Linked DNA regions of Mus musculus: regions 2 and 3 are each linked to region 1. A link is a contact called in public HiChIP or PLAC-seq data. All regions are on one chromosome and are shown on one strand. The core of a region is the stretch at or near the end of the contact, and the rest is flanking DNA. Distances in the headings are between cores, read along the strand shown.

Region 1 (2,947 bases), core at 52-2,551:
TGCACAGCCACTCCTGGCTTTTGCTCACCTTCTGGAGAGCTCAAGGCCCTGTGTTTTAGGTACGAACGCATTGCCCACTGAACCATCACCCCTACCCCTGGTGTTTTTTCAAAAGAGATTTTATTTCTTTGGTTTTTTTTTTTTTTTCCCCTTGGAAAAGCATGATGAAGACTTGTCACATGGGAGAGTCTCCTGGGAGGCTTGTCAGTGACTAACAACTGTCTTGTGTTGCTATCATTTTACCAGTAAAGTTTAAAGGGGGAAAAAAATTTCAGTAAAACAGAAGAATGAAGATAGGCTCAGAAGAACAAACCGCCAAACAAAAAGGATAGTCCAGTCTACTGGCCCATATATATATGCCAGCATTTGAGAGGCTGAGGCACAGGCAGGAAGGCCAGAAGTTCAAGGCCATGCTCAGCAACACTGAGGGTGAGGCCAGCCTGCACTGTATCTGACTCTCAAAACCAAGTGAGGCCAAGAGGATGCTCTGCAAATGGAGACATCTGCCTAACCCTGAGTTTAATTCCTTGGTCTCACATGGTAGAAAAAAAAACAGACTCCCGCAAATTACCCTCTGACACGCACCCTCCGTATATAGGCACACACACACATCCATATATACCTGCACTACATAAAGAAATGTAATAAAATACATTTCAAAAGAAAATTACTAATTAAGTAAGTAAGTCACCTACGATGCCGTAATTCCTGGGTATGTGATATTCCTTGCTGGAACAAGCAGAAAAGTTTGCAGTCCTCGTCAGACTTGAGGGCGTGAGCCGAGTCCGGAATGGATGCCTGGCTGGTGAAGCCTCAGGCGGCCTGCCTGCAGACAGGTAGGAAGTGTGTGTTCTCCAAGACAGAGGCCAGCACCAGCAAGATTAAGAAGCCTGAGTGTGAAGCTGCTGAGATGGCTTGGTGGCTAAGGTCCCTGGCTGCTCTGGAAGAGGACACGGCTTCAATTTCTAACACCCGGATGGTGGCTCGAAACCATCTGTAACCCCAATTCCAGGGGATCCGAGGCCCTTTTCCTTTTCTTACAACCTCCTTAGGCACAAGCACACACGTGGGCACTTACATATTTGCAGGCAAAACATTCTTACACATACAACAAGATAAATTAACAAAACAAAACAAAACAAAACCTGAGTGTGGGGCCAGGCAGGTAGCTAGTCACCTGTCCGTGCTCCCCGAAGCCACAGGCACCTGCAGCAGCGCAGCCACAGGTCCCGCGAATGTCCCTGTCTCCACCTACCTTGCTCTTCTGAAAGTGATCCTGAGGACAGTCTATGAAGCAATGCCAGGATCCTAGAAGCAGCAAAGGTGCTTTGAAGGGTATGTGACTTCCTGTGACACTGTGATATACCAACTCTCCCCTCACCCATGTGGGGCTTCTTGACAAAAGGAAGAAGAAAGAAAAAAAAAAAAAAAAGCTGAGTGACTCATTTCCCCAAACGCAAAGCTAGGCTGGTGTAGTTTCTTCTGTGGCAGGGAAGAAAAATGACAAGAAGGTAAGAGCCAGGTGCAGCGGCGTAGACTGTGATCCCAGCACGTGGGAGGTGGAGGCAGGCGGTCATCCTGGGCTACATAGTGTGTTTAAGGCTAACCTGAACTACATGTGAACCTGCCTCAAAAAAGAATGGATGGGAGGGCATGGAGGGAAGGGACAGGGAGGGAGAATAAAAAGGGAAACTTTAAGGCTTTTCAAGTTGTGAAATATATGTGCTGTGGGTTAGGGATGGCGCACAGAGGCAGAGGGTTTGCTTAGAGTGATCAAAGCCCTGGGTCTAATCGCAGGACCACAAAGAGCAGTTGTTTAAAAAAAGAAAAACTGTGAGCACGAGTCCCTTGATTAGGTCTTCAACTCTGGGAGAAGACCAAAAACAAAAAAACCAACAAGAAACAAAACAAAACAACCAACAACAAAACAAGCAAAAACAAAAACAAACCAAAAACAACAAACCGAACAAAAACATGCAGAGGAGGGGAAAGTTGATTTAATGATGTGAGTCTGACTTACAAGGTGACTTCGTCAGGTAACTCCATTTTCAGAGGATCTGCTGCCCTCTCCTAGACATGGCACAAGCTCGACGCAGCAACACACATGGAGGCAAAACCTCCATCCATATAAACAAAACCGGAAATGACTGAGCTGCCAGGGGGAGCATGAGTTGATCTTGAGACCCAGGGCAGCTTTCAGCCTTGTGGGATGGGCAAGCTGCTACTACCCAGAGGTAACCAGCAGGCAGCCTGGCACAGTGCATCCCCACTCCTTAAGAACCAGGAGACCTTCCTGCAGGGAGGATTTCAAATGAAACATCAGGGTCAGAAGAGACAAGAGCACTGGCTGCTCTTACAGAGGACCTGCCACCAGCTCTCTGTACCCAAGTGTCTGTAGCTCCATTTCTAGGGGACCTGACACTCTCTTCGTCTCTGTGGCTACTGCACACATGTGGCGCACTTACATATATGTAGGCCAAAGCCTCATACACATACAAGTGAGAATAAATAAACATTGTTTTTCTGGGGCAGGAGACATGAAGTTTGTAGCCTCAGCTGCCCTGAAATTCAGAGATCTGCCTGCCTCTGCTTCTGAAGTGTAGGATTAAAGATGTGTGCCATTACACCTGACTAAAAATAAATAAATCTTTTTTTTTCTTTTTTTGAGACAGGGTTTCTCTGTGTAGCTCTGGCTGCCCTGGAACTTTGTAGACCAGGCTGGCCTCGAACTCAGAAATCCGCCTCTGCCTCCCGAGTGCTGGGATTAAAGGCATGTGCCACCATGCCCGGCAAATAATCTTTTTTTTTTTTTTAAAGCAATAGTAAACTACAAATCAAAAAAAAAAAAAAAAAAAAGGACTGAGCAGGTAACCAGAATGCATTGTGTAATGTATGGAATTGACAAAGATAAAATTTAATAATAAACACGTATACAAGTAGTAATGAT
Region 2 (2,719 bases), core at 192-2,691, 51 kb after region 1:
CCACGCGGAAATATAATCAACCTGACTTCTCACTAGGGCAGTCCAAAATGCTGAACCAGAAAAGGGCAGGTGAGAATCGGCCCGGGCACCTTACCCACCCAAGTCTGCAGCAATCTCTCTGAGCTATCAAGTCTATGTTGACACTGTGCATGGCGGAGATAGAACGTTCAGGAATTCCTAGCCAGCTGGTTTCAGTTGGAACATTATCTCAGCACTCAGGAGGCAGAGACAGGTGAGTCTCTTGAGTTTATGGCTGGTCTGGTCTACACAGTTCTGGGACAGCCAGGGCTATATAGAGAAACCATCTCAAACAAACATACAAAAAAAAATTTTTTTAATTAATGAACGAATAAAAACCAACAACAGAAACACACACAAAGCAACGGAACCCTAAAATCCTCTTCTGGAATGACGGTCTGTGGTCTCATGGCTCAGCTCAAGGAGAGGCCAAGGGACGGTGGTGCTGTAGCTCTGGGAGCCACAGGCAGCTCTTCCTTCCGGCCGCCTTGGGGGATGGGGGGGGTGGGGGCCCACATCCGGCAGATCCTAAGCATGGGGTTCCTCCCTTGCCTGGGGCACGAGTGGGTGGGATGTCATTGCAGATAACCCCGGTCCTATTCAAGGTCACTAAAAAGTCGAGTGGGTAGGGGAAATAAATGCTCAGGACCGCCTGCGTGAGGCCACCATACACACATCAAGCACAAGGCAAATTTACACCCTCCTGAACACTGCACAGAGGACACACATATACTAAAAATGAGGATAATTCATTGTCTGTCTGGAATTCAAGTCTATATTTGGCAAGGGGGAGCTCCCTGATAAACTGTGGGGACAAGTCACACCTTAAAGGAAAAGGCTAGGATTTAAGACAATCCACAACTTGAGCCTAATAAATGGTTGGTAGACCACTCCACGGGTATTCATAGGCCTTTTACTTAACCAAACGAAACCCAGGAAGTTAGTTAGGACAAAAGCTAACTGGTAAGTCTAATTTAGGGATGTCTAGAGGGTCCGGGTACAGCCAGGTATACCCACTCCTGAGGGGCAGGGGCAGGGCCAGACTTCTGTGATGCCACCCATCCAAGGCAAGGCCATCTTGTTCCCCACAGCAGGAGGCAGTTGTTCCCAGCCTTTGGGGGAACAAGGCCCAGATAGGAATTCCTACAGCAGAGCCTGCAGGTCGGCAGGAAAAACAGCAGAGCCTGAGGTAGCAAGGAGCAGATTGTCCCCAGGATGCTGGGCTCCAGGAGAACCTCAAAACCAAGGTCTACAAGCTGGCTGAGGTGGGGTGAGTCCCAGGGCGTGAGGGAGCAAAGTTCAGGAGGAACAATCTCAGAGGAAAACAGGCCCAAAGCCCTGGATTTTAATCATTAACTGCGTCTCGAGGGTCTCCTTTGTGTGCCTTCGATGCAGTGCGGTAACCAGGGCAAACACTCCTGCCCTTCAAAGCCTGGAAGGTGGGGTTGTTTAAACAGGAGCTCAGCATCACCATCACCACAGGAGATGATGCAGGGAGATTCCACCAGAGATAGAATGCAGGAGAGGTCTCTGTTCCTGCCTGCTGACTCTAGGGTGATCACATGTGGGGGGCGGGGGGAGTGTGACAGCTGAGCCACCTAGGCTGGAGGGGGTGGGGGTTGCACACCTACATGGTTCTCTTCTCTGAGAGCAGAGAGGACAAACCAGGCAGGCATAGCAAGGCTTAGAAAGGCTGAAGCAGGAAGACTGCTACAAGTTCAAGAACTCGGGCTGCGGGTCCCGGGATAGCCTGTAGGAGATTCTCTCTCAAATAACTTAATTAGCTTAATTAAGCAAATATTCCGTGGAACCCAACAGCTTCCGGCAGCCAGTCTAATTAGCTTGACACTGGATGAACTGAAAGTCTATGGAGAGGAACTTTAAGTGCCCAGCCTTTTCCCAGATTTCCAAAGACCCATCACTCAAAGGCTCCCGGGTCTTTCGGGACCACCACTGCTGTCTCTTCCCTTCCCTGGGTACCACCCACATCAGTCCCCCAAGTCTGACCATCACGAGGCCCACCCATTTCCGACATACTTATATAGATCCTACCGCTCAGGAGGAAAGAGTTACACAAGAAATAAAGCTGAGAAATCCACTTAGCATCCTGACAGGGCTGTCGAGGGAGCCTTCCTCCACAGCCCACAGCCAGGCTTCTGGGGTGAGAAAGGAGAGCTCTAAACCCCCCAGGAAGGAAGCAGCCTACTGTAAAAACCAGGGAGTCACATGCTCCCAACTGGTGGGGTCAGGTCACTTCCCCTGGGACCTCATTGCCAGCGGAAGGCCATTCTGAAAAGCATTTACAATAGCTGGTCCAAGGGAAGACTGTCCTGATGTGGGCGAGAGAGATGTCTCAGTTGGCAGTGTCTGTCTAGCCCAACCTCACCTTCATCCTCTACATGGTTTACGTTCCTGTCAAGAGGCTCAAAGATCAACATTTTCTAGTAAAAAAAACAAAACAAAACAAAACTGCTGTCGGCCTAGGTAACTGACCTCACACTGACTGCCCCTGCAGAAAAATATGTCAATACTAAAGGGAGCTCCTGGTTCCCCGTCCTACCTGGCCACCTCTGTAACAGCACACAAAAGCTGGTTTCTGCTTCTCTACCCCCTACCCAGTGTGGCTACTTGATTAACTTTTTAAAAGTATTTACCATAAGCATAAAGCACTTTTACCAACAAAATACCCAAGGGCTGCTGG
Region 3 (2,804 bases), core at 22-2,521, 56 kb before region 1:
GTGGTATGCGTTTCTAATGCCAGCACTTGGAAGGAAGAGGTGAATGGTAGTTTTCAGGTGGCACAAGTGGGTGAGAGGCCACTCGTGACAGTCTTTCAAAAAATAAAGAAAGCGAAGGCTGAGTCAGATGTGGTGGTGGTAACCGGTAATCCCAGCATTTGGGAGGTAGAGACAGAGTTACTACAGGTTTGAGGCTAGCCTGATCTACATAAGGGTTACATAGGGAGATTCTGTCTCAAAACAAAAAGTAAATAAATAAATAATAGAATCTTTTTTTTTAAGGATTTATTTATTTACTTTATGTATGTGAGTACACTGTAGCTGTCTTCAGACACACCAGATGAGGGCATCAGATCCCGTTACAGATGGTTGTGAGCCACCATGTGGTTGCTGGGAATTGAACTCAGGACCTCTAGAAGAGCAGTCACATGCCTTAAGTAGGGACTCTCCCCCGTGGTGCTGATAACTTGCTGTGCAAACACATCGACCTGAGTTTGAGCCCTGGAGCCCACCAAAAAAAAAAAAAAAAGGCTGGGTGTCAGCACTCAGGAGGCAGAGAGCTTTGAGACCAGCCTGGCCTGCAGAGCAAGTCTCAGGACAGCTAAGGCCCCACAGAGAAACCCTGTCTCAAAAACAAGACGAACAAACAAAACAAAGGAAAGAAGAAAAGAAAAGCCAAGCCGGGCGTGGTGAGGTGAACTTCTGTAACCCTCGTGCTAGAAAGGGGAGACAGGCAGGTTTCTGGGGCTTGCTAGTCATTTGGTGTAGCTGTAGCTGAATTAGAAGCTCCAAGCTGGTGAGATACCCTGTCTCCTAAACCGAATTGAGAGCCAATGAGATGGTCCAGTGGCTAAAAGTTCTTGCTGCCCAGCCTGAAGACCTGATTTTGATCCTCAGAACCTACGTGATAGAAGGAAAGGAAATGGCTCCTGAAACTGACCTTCCCATGAGTCCCGGGGCACATATGTGAACAAAATTAATTAACTCAGTTTTTTCATCCATTCAAACCAAGATGGTAGGCAGAAGTTCTGGCTTTTATATGCATATGCACGCACACATGTGCCTCCATGTGCAGGCGTACTCATACGTGCATGCATGTACTCACACACACAATAAGAACTAGAAAAGTTACACTTGTTTTTCCTGAACGCCACACACTGATCCTCCCCCACCCCCTCGCCAGGCTTAGGCTGAGGACCCAGGGTCGGCCAGCACAGGCTGGTCTGCCTGTAAGGAGTGTGACGCTTACAGATGAGTCAAGTGAGAAGCCACTCTGGAGTTAAACCACACAGAAGGTGAACTCCTTAGGTGAGGATGTGGTTTTTAATCTCGCTGTATCTCATGGGAAGGAACGTATTTGAACCTGTGCGTCCGCCCAGGCAGGCAGACCTGGGGGAAAGCTGCCTCTGAGGACTAGGGAGTAGAGGATGTTAATACAGCAGTCTGTTGGCTGAAGGTCTGGGTCTTCTAAGGTGAGATTCTGTGCGGAGCAGCAATGAGGAAGTTAGCGCTGACCTGATGCCCACTCGTTGATATGTCAGCCCTCTGACAGCTGGTCCTCAGCCCGTCACTTGTGAACTTACCGCCAAGCACTGACGATCTGTTATGTTTGGAGCCTCATTTACTTACAAATTAGAGCCGTCAGAGAACAGCTTCGTTCTCGAGTGTGCGTGGCAGAGGGCTGCTGAGTTAGAAGGGGAAGAAAACCTTGCAGGCTCACGGTTAGCTGCAGTAGTGTCGCTATCTCAAGGGCTGCAGGTGTCACCCTCTAGGTACAGTGCCAACTTAGCCTGCACAAGGTCCCAGTACTGCCAAACCAGGTTTGGTGATACATAGCTGTGACCCCAGATACACACCCATAGTCCCTGATATACACCTGTGACCCCAGATACACACCTGTGATTCTAGCACCTGAGAGAGACACCTGGGATCCCAGATACACACCTGTGATCCCAGAAACACCTGTGACCCTCTGACATACACCTGGGACCCCAGATACACACCTGGGACCCCAGATACACACCTGGGACCCCAGATACACGCCTGTGATCATAGCACCTGAGAGAGACACCTGTGAGCCCAGATACACACCTGTGATCCCAGCACCTGAGAGACACACCTGTGATCCTGACATCTGAGAGATAAGAGGCAGAAGACCAGAAGTCCGTTATCGGCCTTGGATGCATAGCTTGTTTGAAGCTATCCTGGGCCTCGTCTGAAAGAAAGAAGAAAAGGGACGAAAGACCACCCCTGCCCCCAGCCCACCCCCAATCCCTCACAGGAACCAGCTTCCAGGGCAGGACTCCTCATGTGTCTCTCATGCATGGGTAAATTTCCAAAGGACTGGCCAAAAGGGAACCTAACCCTGTAAGTATCCACTTTGACAAGCTTAGAAGTTTCTGGTCTAGACTCTGCACCATGAACAATAATTGCAAGGGATTTTTTTTTTTTTTTTTTTTTTTTTTGGTGCTTTTATGTGCCCAGCCTTGAGTCTGCTCATTGGTCTTGTCACAGGTCACATTCTGGGAAGTTGTATTGATTATGCTTCCCATTGCTGTGAGAAAAACCTAACAAAACCAAACCTGAGGAAGTGGTCAGGAGCTCGAAGCCGTTGGCCGAGTCATCTCTGCAGTCAGGAAAGGGCCAGAGATGAGTGCTGGCTGGGACTCGACTGGTTTTGTCTTTACTGTGGGACACCAGCCCATGGGATGGTAGCTTCTTCCCTATCTAGGTAGAGCCTCTCCTAGGTGCGTCTAAGTCAATAATATCAATAATATTATTGACTGTCGAGTCAATAATATCAG

Evidence for each region. HiChIP or PLAC-seq counts read pairs in DNA pulled down with a chosen protein or histone mark.
Region 2: a contact with region 1 is called in an H3K27ac HiChIP or PLAC-seq map of embryonic stem cells, with 11 read pairs. The contact joins the enhancer-like site here to the promoter of Ccr4 in region 1. A contact is called at or near these places in 3 of 484 Hi-C or Micro-C datasets (the N1E-115 cell line and embryonic stem cells), 10 of 115 datasets of contacts at active chromatin or transcription factors (the HPC-7 cell line, double positive thymocytes, embryonic stem cells and 2 more) and 3 of 9 other capture datasets (adipose tissue, liver and pancreatic islet).
Region 3: a contact with region 1 is called in a BATF HiChIP or PLAC-seq map of CD8 T cells, with 38 read pairs. The contact joins the enhancer-like site here to the promoter of Ccr4 in region 1. A contact is called at or near these places in 3 of 39 promoter capture datasets (the 3T3-L1 cell line, hippocampal neurons and maxillary cranial neural crest), 1 of 15 datasets of contacts at CTCF or cohesin (CD8 T cells), 25 of 484 Hi-C or Micro-C datasets (the C2C12 cell line, CD4 T cells, CD8 T cells and 8 more), 14 of 115 datasets of contacts at active chromatin or transcription factors (CD8 T cells, the SCID.adh cell line, double positive thymocytes and 6 more) and 3 of 9 other capture datasets (adipose tissue, liver and pancreatic islet).

Annotation. Positions count from the first base shown.
Region 1 is chr9:114,495,243-114,498,189 of GRCm38.p6, forward strand. Ccr4 (chemokine (C-C motif) receptor 4) reads right to left here and starts at 1,302. Exons shown (of 2, transcript NM_009916.2): 1 at 1,256-1,302.
Region 2 is chr9:114,546,425-114,549,143 of GRCm38.p6, forward strand. All of the region lies in intron 1 of Trim71 (tripartite motif-containing 71), which reads right to left. Among named protein-coding and RNA genes, the nearest start is that of Trim71, 17 kb to the right of the region's middle. Within about 2 kb of position 1,442, at least 56 of the 459 cell types and tissues checked have an H3K27ac peak or open chromatin away from gene starts, as enhancers often do. A contact at or near this core is called in the HPC-7 cell line, the N1E-115 cell line, embryonic stem cells and 1 more, where this site is marked.
Region 3 is chr9:114,439,475-114,442,278 of GRCm38.p6, forward strand. The region is part of intron 9 of Glb1 (galactosidase, beta 1); the gene reads left to right. Among named protein-coding and RNA genes, the nearest start is that of Gm30254, 21 kb to the right of the region's middle. Within about 2 kb of position 1,272, at least 31 of the 459 cell types and tissues checked have an H3K27ac peak or open chromatin away from gene starts, as enhancers often do. A contact at or near this core is called in CD8 T cells, the SCID.adh cell line, Th1 cells and 6 more, where this site is marked.